2 separate regions of the Mus musculus genome follow, and region 1 is linked to region 2. Evidence: chromatin contacts called from public HiChIP or PLAC-seq data. All regions are on one chromosome and are shown on one strand. Each heading gives the region's core, a stretch centred on a gene start, on an enhancer-like site or on the middle of the called end of the contact. The rest is flanking DNA. Distances are from core to core; before and after follow the strand shown.

What was found. HiChIP or PLAC-seq counts read pairs in DNA pulled down with a chosen protein or histone mark.
Region 1: a contact with region 2 is called in an H3K4me3 HiChIP or PLAC-seq map of the SCID.adh cell line, with 12 read pairs. The contact joins the promoter of Lrrc14 here to the enhancer-like site in region 2. A contact is called at or near these places in 5 of 39 promoter capture datasets (the C10 cell line, cranial neural crest, frontonasal cranial neural crest and 2 more), 3 of 484 Hi-C or Micro-C datasets (the G1E-ER4 cell line, neural progenitor cells and palatal mesenchyme), 7 of 115 datasets of contacts at active chromatin or transcription factors (the SCID.adh cell line, astrocytes, embryonic forebrain and 4 more) and 1 of 9 other capture datasets (liver).

What each region holds. Positions count from the first base shown.
Region 1 is chr15:76,705,719-76,712,839 of GRCm38.p6, reverse strand. It overlaps Lrrc14 (leucine rich repeat containing 14), which reads right to left and starts at 2,199. Exons shown (of 4, transcript NM_001358891.1): 1 at 1,913-2,199. Recql4 (RecQ protein-like 4) reads left to right here and starts at 2,281. Exons shown (of 22, transcript NM_058214.3): 1 at 2,281-2,447; 2 at 2,529-2,562; 3 at 2,642-2,739; 4 at 2,932-3,072; 5 at 3,289-4,038; 6 at 4,179-4,305; 7 at 4,406-4,513; 8 at 4,617-4,715; 9 at 5,496-5,588; 10 at 5,667-5,803; 11 at 6,074-6,157; 12 at 6,235-6,423; 13 at 6,502-6,681; 14 at 6,753-6,894; 1 more. The coding sequence starts at 2,364.
Region 2 is chr15:76,423,555-76,430,415 of GRCm38.p6, reverse strand. It overlaps Mroh1 (maestro heat-like repeat family member 1), which reads right to left. Exons shown (of 44, transcript NM_175457.4): 14 at 6,581-6,700; 15 at 3,200-3,307; 16 at 2,760-2,904; 17 at 2,474-2,514; 18 at 2,031-2,172; 19 at 1,715-1,767; 20 at 1,156-1,263; 21 at 509-628; 22 at 117-239. Among named protein-coding and RNA genes, the nearest start is that of Mir6954, 6.2 kb to the left of the region's middle. Within about 2 kb of position 1,650, at least 5 of the 459 cell types and tissues checked have an H3K27ac peak or open chromatin away from gene starts, as enhancers often do. A contact at or near this core is called in the SCID.adh cell line, where this site is marked.

The DNA of each region.
Region 1 (7,121 bases), core at 950-3,449, 280 kb before region 2:
AAACTCTGGGCCAGAAGCAGGCCACACCCTCCCCAAGTTATCAGTGGTACAAAGCCCACCAAGGTATCTGATATGGAGTTGGTAGTTAATAGAGGAGAAATGCACAAAAGATAAGTTTCTAGGTCTGGCTTGAGACAATGTCTCACTGTATAGCCCAGGCTTGTCTTGAATTTGTAGCAATCCTCCTGCCTCTTCTGGGATTACATGCTGTGCCATCACACTTGGCAGGAACAATTCCTAGGAAGCACTTAGCACTGTGCAGAGTGGACAGGAGACATGGGGGAAACAAAGTGTTGAGCAGAACATACATAGTGCAGCTGTGTCAATGACCTGTCTGTTAAAAGAAATAGCTCATGCTCTGCAGGGCCCAACACTGATACTTTAGGTCTCCCAAATGACAATGACTCAGAAATCCTTCCTCAGAAGTCTAGTAAGGGCTAGGCATGGAGTTGTACACCTTCAATTCCAGCACAGAGGAAGGCAAGAGGGAGGTAGATCTATGAGTCCGAAGCGCACCTAGTCTATTTATAGTCTGTTTATCCTTACAGTGACATCCTAGCCAAAAAAAAAAAAAAAAAAAAAAAAAAGGAAGGAAAGAAAAGAGAAGAAGAAAAGGGGCTGGGAGACGCCTTTCTGTATAGCTCTTACTGAACATGAGGACCTGATTTCAGACCACAGAACCTATGTAAAAGCAGGATACAGGTGACACAGCTCTGTAGCCAGCACTGGAGTCAACAGAAGACTCCCTGAACCTTACTGGCTGGCTAGCCCACTATTGAGTTCTAGTAGATTTGCATGTTTGCTTGTAAAATGGGGGTGGGAGGGTGGGGTGGAGAAATGGTTCAGCAGTTATGAGCATTTACCGATCTTGCAAAAGACCCCAGCCTGGTTTCCAGAACCAACATGGTATGTCACAGCCACATGGAACTGATGCAGGTGCCCCCTTTTGACCTGAAGCTTTCACATGCACATGGTGTATTTTCCTACGACTAGGGAAAGTAAATATTTTCTAAAGTGAAGTAAATCCCAGACCTCTCTTCCCACCAGACTGACAACAGAGGATTCCTCCAGAGCCAGTAGCCTAACATCCTGACCCTCCACGTAGATGTGCCTTTGGAGTTAAAGAAGTCTAACACAGCTTAGTGAGTGCCAGGCTCTGGGGTTTTTTTTTTGTTTTTGTTTTTTAAAGGATCCTGTGAACAGATGGTGTGCAGCATCTGAGACCAAGGCCCTGAGTTTGAACTCCAGAGATAGCGGATTTCTAGGGTATAACTAGGCAGAGAAATCCCTGAGGAAGAGCAACTCTCACCCTCTGTGGTCCTTGTCTCCTATTCGGGTACCTCCTCTTCACTGAGAAACCATGTCTTAAATTCACGAGATTCATAACGATCCAAGCCAAAACTGCTAAAGCGTTCCAGCTGAGAAGCCACATACAAAAGATCCTGAGCCTGAATGATTCTTGCTATCCTGGGTCAGTAGACTTCCTGTGGGCAAAACACCTTACCCTCAGAACTATGCTACAGTCCTCAGCCCACAACAGAATGGAAAACCAGGGCCTAGGCCTTACGCAAAGCCGCAGCAAGGGACAAGACTGGGGACCAGAAAGACTGATGAAGCCCAGGGTTTGCTTGCTTCTAACATCTCCTACGAGTCCTTAAGGCACGCGTCCCTGGGGAACCCCGCGTGACTGTCCTTGATCTGGCTCTAGCTTAAGATAATAGGACTGCCTAACTGACAGGACAAGCCAACCAAACACCTGTCATAAGAGGAACCGGTGGCAGCCCGCCTGGCCTCCAAGCAAGGATTGCTTCTGGGTGATGCTACTGCACACAGGACACAGCGGTCTCTGCGGCATACAGACGCGCACGCTCGGATCCTTGGAGAAAACAAAAAGCCCGGAACATCAACTGACCCGGGCGAGCCTGGAGCCACAGGCCGAGACCGGCCTCGCCCGCCCCTAGGTCTCCCTTCGCTTGCGGCCCATCCCCGCGCGCCGGCGGCACCTCCCGAGAATCCGCCTCAGCCGTGGTCTTCAAGCGCCAGTCCCCGTCGAACCTGCCGTCCAAGTGCCCTGACCACTAACGGCTGCTTGACTCTCAGCTCGACTCGAATCCCAGCCCCGCGGCCCCCGCTCATCCGCCTCCCCGACTACCAAGGCCTGCAACCCTTCCTCGCCCAGCAAGCCTCGCCCAGCTCCGCGCAGCGCCGGGGCGCGCTGTGATGACGCAACAACTCATAGGCCCGCCCCCTCCCCGGGGGGCTCAGAGCATCTGCAGCACCGCCCGGCGGCCGCTCTCATTGGCTAAGGACAGGACTTTACGGTGGCGGCGGGAGATTTCCCCTAAACTCACGTTCGGGCTGCCATGGAGCGGCTCGCGACCGTTCGCGCGCGGCTACAGGAGTGGGAACGCGCTTTTGCACGGCTGCACGGGCGACGGCCAGCGAAGGTGAGGTGGAGTTAGGGTCCGGACAGGGGCGGCAAGTGGGGGATCCTGGCGCAGCCTGTTGCTGACAAGCTTCTCTCCTAGGGGGATGTGGAGGCGGCACCTGAAGAGACCCGCGGTGAGCACTGGGCTGGTGGACCAGGGACAGGGCGAATGTTAGTGGGTATGCCCCTGACCGCCGACTTCTGCCTTCCCAGCGCTCTACCGTGAGTACCGTAACCTAAAGCAGGCGGTGCGTCAGGCTGACGACAGACATCGTGTCCTAGAGCAATCACTTGCCGAGGCAGCTGAGGAGGTATCAGTGAATCCCACTCTCAGCGGTCTGTGGTCCAAATGGCAGGAACCGAGAGCATTTTGCAGCCGTGCCTCCATGGAGCACAGAAGTTGGGTGGCCAGGTCCTCCCATGGGGGTTAGGGGAAGCTTTAGAGGCACTTCTGTGCCCATGCCATCTTTTAAACTGGTCTAGGTTGCTACTATCTACTGCAGGCACAGGAGCCAAGCTGCTGGGGTCCCCACCTGAGTCGAGCTGCAACGCAGAATACGCAGTCTATGCCAAAACAGAGCCTACTGAGTTCTGTACAAGACTATGGGAAGAGGCTCAAAGCCAATCTGAAAAACACAACACAGGTAAGACGTGGAGGTGAACCCAGAACTGCCTTTGGCCCTTGGGTGGTTTGCCAGGGTCCTTCTATGTCCACCCTTCCTTATAGCACGCACGTACGCTCCTGTAATAACTGGGACTAGGTTCCTAACGGTGCTCAGGCATCTCCACTCTTATTGTCTGTCCCAAACTTCTGCAGTAACCCAGGTCCTGAATTCCGATTTGCTGTTCTGTCTTTCTAGACTGGACCAACCCAGAGCAGAAAACTCCAGCTTCAGAAGAGATCCTTGTCCACAGTTCCTGCCCCAAGGCCACCAGGCTCAAAGACTGAATCCCCCTGTCCAGACGAAGCTGACGATGCACTTCCTCGGGTTCCTGAGCCCCGGCCGAGGCTGGGCCAGCTCCAGCAGCTCCGATCATCCCTCAGCCGGAGGTTGACTTCCCTAGACCCTGGTTGGTTAGAGAGGTGTCACAACAGAGTTTCAGATCTTCTAGAGGTTCCGGGTGCTTGTGGGCTTGACCTGAGTGCAGAGGAGTCACAGCCTCAGATGTCAGGCAAGGTGAACATCGCTGATCCTGACATCCAGTCAGAAGTATCTGTACAGAGCCCAGAGGCCATAGCCCAACAGCCAGCCCAGGTTTTGTCACAGAGCCCCAAATCCATCAACAGTAAAGGCAGGAAGCGGAAGTGGAATGAGAAGGGGGAGGACTTTGCACAAGACCAGCCCAGCAGCGGAGCAGGACCCCTGTCTGAGGGAGCCAGGGCTACAGTACATGGGCAAGACCCTCCAGGAGAACCCACACAAGTGAATGTCCCTCAGCCATGCAATTCCTCAAACCAGGCCAGGACAGAGAAGGCTAAGGGCACAACCCACCTCCATGCCTCTCCTCGACCAGCTTCCCTAGACAGAGGGAACTATATTCGACTCAACATGAAAAACAAACGCTTTGTACGAGTTGGGGCCAATCGGGGCAGGCTTCTCCGTAAGCAGGTGAGATGTGCTGAATGGAACAGGCCAGCCTCCTCTCCTCTCCTCTCCTCTCCTCCTCCCTCCCCCTCCCCTCCCCTCCCCTCCTCCTGTCTCTTCCCGTCTACTCCTGAATGGTTCTTCCATGTGTGGCCCTTCCCCAGGTATGGAAGCAAAAGTGGAAGAAGAAACAAGCTGCGTTTGGGGGAAGTGGACCCAGGGCCACAGACAAGGACACTTGTTTCCGGTGTGGGCAGTTTGGTCACTGGGCATCCCAGTGTTCCCAACCAGGTAAGCCTCTCCCTTAAGTATTGGGTCATTTGCCCACCGTGGGTGCTAGGGAATCACTTACACAAATGAAAGGCTCCAGCAGCCCTTGACCCTGGTCCAGGCCCCACCCTGACCGTCCAAGAGGAAGGTGACAGGGATGACAAACAGCCCATTTCCACCTTGGAAGAAGTAGCACAGAGGACAGGCACTGCTTCCTGTCACCACTCTGGTGAGTGAGGGGGAATGGGTGATGTGACTGCAGGCCATCATGCCAGGATGGTCACTGTCTCTGCTGGTGCTTCCACATCACCCTCTCTTGCCTATCTAAGCAGGTGAGGAAACACAGCCTGCTGCGCCAGAGCTACAGGTGCCTCATTGCCCCACCCCAATGTCACCCCTCTACCCACCGGGACCTTTGGGACAAGTAGCAGGTGAGTGAAACTTAATGGTCCAGACTCTTTTTTTTTTTTTTTTTTTTTTTTTTTTTTTTTAAAGATTTATTTATTTATTTATTTATTTATTTATTTATTATATGTAAGTACACTGTAGCTGTCTTCAGACACTCTAGAAGAGGGAGTCAGATGGTTGTGAGCCACCATGTGGTTGCTGGGATTTGAACTCCGGACCTTTGGAAGAGCAGTCGGGTGCTTTTACCCACTGAGCCATCTCACCAGCCCTGGTCCAGACTCTTTATCAACACATCGTAGTTGCTGTTCTGTTGCTGTGAAGAGACACCATGACCAAGGCAACTCTTTTTGATTGTTGGGTTTTTGAGACAGGGTTTCTCTGTGTAGCCCTGGCTACCTGGGATTTACTTTATAGACCAGGCTGGCTTCAAACTCACAGACGTCTGCCTGCATCTGCCTCCCAAGTGCAGGATTTAAAGGTGTGAGCCACCACTGCCCTGGCAACCACCGCAACTCTTATAAAAGAAAGCATTTAATTAGCTCTTGCTTACCGTTTCAGTAGCTTAGTCTGTTATCATCACTGTGAGAAGTAGGAAGGTAGGCATGGTGCTGGAGAAGTAGTTGAGATCTGCAGGTAGCAGGCAGAGACATACTAGACCTTATGAAACCTCAAAGCCCACTCCCAGTGACACATTTCATCTAACAAACACACCTCCTCATCCTTCCCAAACAGTTCACCAAGTGGGGACTTAGTAGGCAAACATATGAAATTCTCGTTCAAACCACTGTAACTTGTGTCCACAGAAACCCCTGCTGAAGTATTCCAGGCCCTAGAGCGGCTAGGGTACCGAGCCTTCCGCCCTGGGCAAGAGCGTGCAATCATGCGGATTCTTTCTGGTAGGTGTGGCTGCCTAGGAACTGCGCCAGGCTGTGTCTAACCAACTGAGCCTCATAACTACCTCTTGTCCTACCCAGGCATCTCTACTCTGTTAGTGTTGCCCACGGGTGCTGGAAAGTCTCTGTGCTACCAGCTTCCTGCACTGCTCTATGCCCAGCGAAGCCCCTGCCTCACACTCGTGGTCTCGCCTCTCCTGTCACTCATGGATGACCAGGTATACAGACAGGTGCTCAGGACCTGGAAAGTCTGAAAACTGATAGCTCTGATACCCTTAGGTGCTTCTAGTTCCTTAAACATGCCAGCTGACCTCTTTCTAAGGGTGACACAGCCGAATGCCCAATGTTCTCCATCTCGTTCCTTGCCTCTGCCTTTTCTCCCAGAACCCAGTGTCAGATGCATTTGTTTCAAGGGGGCTAAGTATCTGAGAGAATTTAGGGGGGAAGAGATTAGGTTGTGTTGGGCTGTGACAGCATTGTATCTACAGGTGTCCGATCTGCCTTCATGTCTGAAGGCAGCCTGCCTCCACTCAGGAATGACCAAGAAACAACGAGAGTCTGTCTTGAAGAAGGTCGGGGGGGCCTCCATGGATGGGGGGTAGTGGGCATCCATCTACACAGTGCCTGTGAGCTTCCTTCTTCCCTGCAGGTACGGGCAGCCCAGGTGCACGTGCTGATCGTGTCCCCAGAGGCCTTGGTGGGGTGCGGGGCTAGGGGTCCCGGCAGCCTCCCCCAGGCCGCTCAGCTGCCTCCAATTGCCTTCGCCTGCATTGATGAGGTCCACTGCCTCTCTCAGTGGTCACATAACTTCCGGCCCTGCTACCTACGTGTTTGCAAAGTGAGTTTTTGTCTGGGGTCCGGCGGAGGCGGACTGGGACCCGGGTGGGCTGAGTGGTTGAGCACTGTCCTGGTTCAGGTTCTCCGGGAGCATATGGGGGTGCGCTGCTTCTTGGGTCTCACAGCCACAGCCACACGAAGCACTGCTCGAGATGTGGCTCAGCACCTTGGCATAGCTGGCGAGTTTGAGCTCAGCGGGTCAGCCAACATCCCTGCCAATCTGCACCTCTCCGTGTCCATGGATAGAGACTCAGACCAGGTATGTAAGTACATACCAGGGAACCTGTCAGAAGCCCACAAGCTGCCATGTTAATCGTTCCTCGTTGCCAGGCTCTGGTGACATTGCTGCAAGGGGACCGTTTTCGTACCCTGGATTCAGTTATCATTTACTGCACTCGGCGAAAGGATACAGAACGGGTGGCTGCACTCCTCCGCACCTGCCTGTCCATGGTGGGCGACTCAAGGCCAAGAGGTAGGCACATGCAGGGTTTGGCACCGAAGGACCCTTTCCTCTGTGTGCCTGCTGTGGTCTCATCAGTCACTCACACACCTTCTCTACAGGCTGTGGCCCCGAGGCTATAGCTGAAGCCTACCATGCTGGCATGAGCAGCCAGGAACGGCGACGAGTACAACAGGCCTTCATGCGGGGCCACCTGCGCATGGTAGTGGCCACGGTAGCATTTGGGATGGGACTGGACC
Region 2 (6,861 bases), core at 401-2,900:
TCATCTTGAGAGAGAGCAGAGGGCAGGAACCCACCCTACCACAGCCATGAAAAGTGGGGCAGCCACAGACAGGTATCTACTCACAAGGACACTGTTCTGGGTAATGACCGTCTTACCTTAAAAATGCTAAAGATGCCGGTGGACTTCCTAAACACGTCTGACCTCACAAAGTCCTCCAGCTGTGCTAGAGTGTCCTCAAGGTGGGTAATGGCACAGATCCCAAAGCAACAGGCCAGGCCCTGGGGAGGTGCACGGGTGTGCTCACACTTGGGCACAGTGGCCCACCTGCCCACACGCTGTGTGGGGAGGAGTGTATATCCACACGTACACAAAGTTCCACACACACATAAACCTGAAGGCACACAAATACACGCGGACATCCGTGAGGAAGCAAGCAGTGTGCCTCACGTGCAAGCATGCATGTACCTATGTGCTCACAGCACACGTGGCTAGCTCAGAGCGGCAGATGAACACGGCCTCACAGCCCCGGGCACTGGGGACTACCTACCTCCTGCTCTGCCTCCTCTTGATATCTGGCTGTCTCCAGCAGCTCTCGGAGGTGTTTCCTCACCACCTCCTTACTTGAAGCAGCACCCAGCGTGGTTCCAATGCACTTATACAGGAAGTTCTGGAACACAGGGAGAGAACACAGATGAACCTGACTCCTGAGCAGACAGACACTTGCACTGTGGTGGGTACTGCTAATGGATAGCTGTATCCTTTCCTCCTTTTTGGTTTTTTTGATATATGGTTTCTGTATGTGGCCCCAGCTGTCCTGGAACTAGCTGTGTAGACCAGGTTGGACTTGATCTCATAGATCCGCCTACCTCTCAAGTATTTGGGGTTAAACGTGGGCACCACTACACCCGGCCCCTTGGAGAGGAAGCTGTATTTCAAGCAGGACATAGGAAGGGTCCTGCATGAGGAGGTGAGACCCAGGCTGTGTCTGAGGAACAGTGAGCAGGCAGCTGTCCCCCATCCCCCAGCTGTTAACTGCAGCGAGGAGCCTCCTGACCCTGCTTGCTTTTTAAGTGGCTTGGCCAGGGTTGCCAGAGTCAGGAGACAAAGACACAGACAGGCGAGATCAAAGACACAAAGCATGGGAGCTGGGGACTGTGCAGAGATCCCCATCCCCAGCTAGCTTGTCTCAGGCACCTTCTCCTGAGGAGTCCCACTGTAAGAGGGCAGTTGCTTGCACATCTCTTGGCTCAGCTGGCAGATCCAGATGTTGTCAGATACTACGGCCAGGGTGTCTCGCAGGAACTGAGGGGGGAGAGCATTGGTGAGGCCTGAGGCAGGGCCTTGACACGTGATAACCTTATGGTGACTCCTGTTGGTAAGTGGCCTTTGAAGGTGGGTAGCTATGAGGCAGGCTGAAGCACAAGTGGCTCTGAACTCGGCTGGGGACGGGGAAGGAGGGAAAAGCCCTTTCTGTGCCCAGGATGAGCAAAAGTCCCTCCCATTTGGTGCTGAGTGACAGAAGGTACAATATCCTGCCAGGGACATCTGAGACCAGCCACCATCCTTACCCCAAACTCCCCCCACCACTGAGCCCATCCCCTAGTCACACCACCAGATGAAGTTGGATAACAACAAGCCCCTTGGAAGGCACAATACACTGGTCCAACATTTGCTGCCCTGGCCCTCTGTGCCCAGGCCCAGAATGTCCCAAAAAGGCACAGACAGGCCCTTGGCCTTCTGCTCCATCTCTCACCATTAGAAGCTTTTCTTCCCACTCCTTCAGTGACAGGCTTTCCTCGGTGTGCTCTGAAATGACCAATAAGCCCACTGGCTGGGGTCCTGCCAGGCAGGCTCATTCCAACATGCACTAGGTGGGCCCTCCTTGTCTCTGGGAATTCCCAGAAGGAACGCAGAAACCAGTCAGGCCACAGTCACACCCCCTTCCCTTGTGAGCCATCCAGGCCCTTTCTTAGATTACAGCTTGGATCGTTTCTTTCAACCCGAACGGCATACTGGGTGCTAGTGGGGTCAGGGGTGGCTAAGGGGCTCCTGAGCCTCACAGGCCTCACCATCCAGGTACTCCAGCAGCATGGGCATGGTTGTCTCCCACCGCTGGCCCAGGAAAGGGTGGATATTCTGATGCATAACCTTCAGGAGGCGCAGGGAGGCCGCTCCACGCCCATCTCCCAGGTAGGGATTAGAAGACACAACCTGAAGGAGAGGAAGGAAGGGGGTCGCCTAAGCATGGAGCCGCCTGCCATCTCCTGGCCACAGTGCCCAACCTGGGGACCAGCTTCCCAGGGGTGAAGGGAAAACCAGCAAACACGGGGGCAAGGAATGCCAATGAGACGGTGGCAAGGGTCAGGCTTGCCACAGAGCTGACAGGGACTCTGGGGCCGAGAGGCCACTCTTCTATCAGAGTAAGCTCGGTCACGCTGACACCTACGAGAATGTCCCATGAAGGACAGTGTCAGCCCGTGTGCTGAGACACAGTAACAGACCCGTTGCTTACCAGCAGTCGTGTGGTCATAGCGAAGGGAGACGGGAGGTTTGCTGGACAAGAAACATGGAAACAGTTACAAGGCAGGGATAGGATAAAAGATGGGACCATAGGCACAAGCAGGCAGCTGGGGTGGGACAGCATGCGAAAGCAGCTGGGGGTGGGGTGGGGTGGGGTAGGGGGGTGTCAGCAGCAGGGGCAGGGCAAGGGCAAGGCAGAGAGCTGAGAGAGGACGAGGTGTAAGGGCATCATGGCGTCGGTGGGGTCAGCCAGGGGCACGGTGGTTGGGCCTCCACACCATTCGCGTTGTACTGGATGAGGAAATCATCTGCCCCAGCCTCCTGCCTCTTCAGGGCTAAGTGCACAAGGCTCCTGCAGAGCGGGGTGAGGGCCGCAGTGAAGCGCACCGGGGTGAGGAACTCGAGGAGGTAGGGCCAGAGAACCTGAAGGACAGAGGGCCACGGTCTGTGGACTGCAAGCAGGTGGGCACGGCCTCCGGGGCAGTAGAGATGTCAGAACTGGATCTCCACTGCTATACAGGAGCCGGGTAGCTTGAGAGGGGCCGATGCTAAGACAGACAGTGTGTCCGGCCATTGCTGAGAGATCCTCTGAGCACTGTCCGGCCACTGTCCCCTGGAGGCCACACTCTCCGCTCCAGGCCAGGGATGGGGAGGGCAGGAAATCTAGGACTGGGAAAGCTCAGGCAGCCAGCCTCGGGTCAGAGACATGCACACTCACACTGTTCATCCTATCCACTGTGGTGCTGACCAGGTAGAGGGTGCGGATACTGACAGCCCGCACGCTATCTGCCGCCAGGTCCTCCCCATCAGGGCCAGGCTTCTCAGGCTGGAGGAAGAGGCAAACGAGAGCACGTGTGGATGACTGTCCACACACCAAGGTTAGCATGAGATGGACCACGAGGTCCATCCAGGTTAGCACAAGAAGGGGAAAGGCTGGCAGAAAAGGAAACGCAGCAGACTCACCAACCCTGCCCCGAGAGGATGTCTGTCAGCTCCCACAGGCAAGCACACCAAAGTCACTCAAGAAAAGCTGGTGGGATGGCTCAGTAAGTGCTTTCTGTGTGAGACTGACAAGCTGAGTTTGATTTCAGGATCCAGTGGGCCAAGGAGAGACCTAAAGTTGTCCTCTAAGCTGTATATGTGATCTATGGCATGTGTATGCCTATGCGCGCGCACACACACACACAATCTCTCTCTCCCTCTCCCTCCATCTCTCCTTCCCTCCCTCCCTCCGTCCATCCCTGCCGCTGTTTCTGTCTCCTATAAGCTACTGACTCCAAGGTTCCTTGGCTCAGCAAGTCACAGTACTTGCTGTCAAGCCTACTAATCTGAGTTGGATCCCCAGAATTTACATGGTGGAAGGGGAGAACTAACAAACCGTCCTCGGACCTCCAAAAGGTATCCACATCCACACATACTTATGCACAAAGTAAGTAAATATTTTTAATTTGGGGGTGGGATATCGACTTTTAAAAGATTCTTCTCTCAGGCTGGAGAGATGGCTCTGTGGTTAAGAGCACTGACTGCTCTTCTAGAAGTTCTGAGCTCAATTCCCAGCAACCACATGGTGGCTCACAACCATCTGTAATGGGCTCCACTGCCCTCTTCTGGTGTGTCTGAAGACAGCTACAGTGTACTCATGTACATAAAATAAATAAATACATCTTTTTAAAAATTTCTCTCATATATTCCATTCTGAATGCAGTGTCTCCTCCCTCCTCCCCTCCTAGGCCCCACCCTACTCTCTACCCACCCCTCCTCCATTTCTCTTCAGAAGAGGACAGCCTCCCAAATATATATGTATTAACAACAACAACAACAACTAATTTATAGTACCTACTAGGGGAGTCTATTCAACTTCTGATAGCAACTTATTGGGAACAAAGACTGAAACAGAGGACATGGCCTTCTTCAGTTCTTGTCTAATAACCTACAAGCTACTACTGTGAAGACGCAGAGGGCAAAGCAGGCACCAGGCTGGCAATCGCTCACATGTGAGAGCACTTTGGGACCCATTGGTGGGAGATGAAAACACCTCCCACAGTACTTCCACAAGTACACCAGCATCTGTACCTACACACATACAAATAAATAAAATGTCAAGAACATTAGTGGCTAGAGAGATGGCTCAGTGGTTAAAAATGTCTGCTGCTCTCCAGCACTCGGGAGGCAGAGGCAGGCGGATTTCTGAGTTCGAGGACAGCCTGGTCTACAAAGTGAGTTCCAGGACAGCCAGGGCTATACAGAGAAACCCTGTCTTGAAAAAAACAAAAACAAAAACAAAATGTCTGCCGCTCTTGCAGAAGACCTGAGTTTGGTTCCCACAACCGATGCTGAGCAATTCACAACCTCCTGCAATTACTGCTCCATGTGCACCAACTCTAAGTCTGTCTGTCTGTCTCTCAATCCTTTTTTTTTTTAAAGGAATTGACCTGTGGCCAGGCTTCCTCCAAAGGTGGGCTGTTACCCATGACCTCTAGTCAATGCCATGACCTTTAAGACAAATGCATGATGGGGCTGCGAGATGGCTCAGTGGGTAAATGCATTGACCACCAAGCCTGATACCGAGTCTATCCCAGAGACCCACATGATGGGAACAATCAACTCCTGTATGCTGTCCTCTGGGCTTCATACATGTGCTGTGACATATGTGAGCACACACACACACACACACACACACACACACGTAAATGTAATTTTATAAGGAAGAGAAGGTGGATCAGGGAGGAGTTAGGAGGGTAGGGGGTGAATACATACATTATACATTATAAGCATACATTATAAAAAATTCTCAAAGACTAAAACAATGTGAGGCTCAAGAGATGGGCCAGTAGCCAGGTAGTGGTGGCACACGCCTTTAATCCCAGTACTTGGGAGGCAGAGGCAGGCAGATTTCTGAGTTTGAGGCCAGCCTGGTCTACAAAGTGAGTTCCAGGACAGCCAGGGCTACACAGAGAAACCCTGTCTCGGGAAAAACAAAAACAAACAAACAAACAAACAAAAAAAAAAGAGATGGGCCAGCAAAACTGCTCTTACAGAGGACCTGGTTTGATTCCCAGCCCCCACATGGTGGCTCACAACCATTCATAGCTCCAATTCCAGGGAATCCACTGCCCCTTTCTGGTCTCTATAGGCACTAAGCATACACGTGATGTGCATACATACATGCAGGCAAGTATTCATACACATAAAAAAGAAATCTAAATTTTTTAAATTATACTTTAAAGGATAGACACAGAGTCCTGTTTGGGCACTGTACATAGTGGCAGAAGCACTAGAAGAAGACAACTCGTGGTGGTTTGAGAGAGAATTGTTGCCTGTAGGCTCGGATATTTGAACACTTGGTCCCCAGTTAGTAGTGCTGATTGGGGGAGGCTGTGGCATCTTGGGAGGTGGAGCCTTGCTGGAGGAAGGATGCCACTGGGGCAGGCTTTGAGTGGGCTTGTCCACTCTGTTTTCTCTCTGCTGCATGCTTGCATTTGGAGATGTGAGCTCTCAGGTGTCTGTTCCTACCAGGCCAGCTACTTGCTACTATGTCTCTACCATGGTGGACACCGATCCCTCTGGAACCAGAAGCCCAAACAAACCCTTCCTCCTATAAGTTGCCTTGGTCATGGTGTCTTATCATAGCAACAGATTCAAGCTGACCTTAGGACAATCTAGCTTTTCTCATTCCAAGAAACCAGATCCAGAGCTCACAGCTTAGGAACTGAAGCGCTTACTAGTTACTGTACGACCAGACTGCCCACTCCACTGCACAGTTTCCGTACTAGCGAGTCAGTGCCCAGTGCATACTAAGAAGCCCAGTGCCACCTGGCTCCACTCACCTGCTACTTACAGTCTATGTTACCAAGTCTTACCCTGCTCTCTTTCAAAAGAAATTGGTGTTTAGTAACTTTAAATAGGAGAAAGTCAAAGTTTCTGTCTTTTGCCTCTGCTCGAGTTGGCTATCTGTTGAGTGGACTCACAAGATGCAGAGACCCTGACTCAGCAACCAAAGGAGCCCTCAGCCCACGCAGCCCACGCAGCCACCTGCTGCCAGGCCAGATGCTCAAGAGAAACACAGGCTGAAGAGATCCAGAAGCAGGTGCGTCCTTACCTCCTCGGCGGGCAGGGCGCACTGCTGCACAATATACTCAACCATCACCTCTCCTCCAGGCTGCTCCAAGTAGCCGTGGTGGGCCATGGCACTGATCACCTGCACCACAGCCCGTTTCACCTGCCCAGAACCGAGAGAAGGTCAGCAAGGGCCTCAGGGGCCACATCTGGTCCTGTGCTACATTTGCACCCACACCTGCACCCACATCTGCATCACCATACACATGCCCATACACACCTGCACCCACATCTGTATCAGTACCATACCCACGCCCACACACA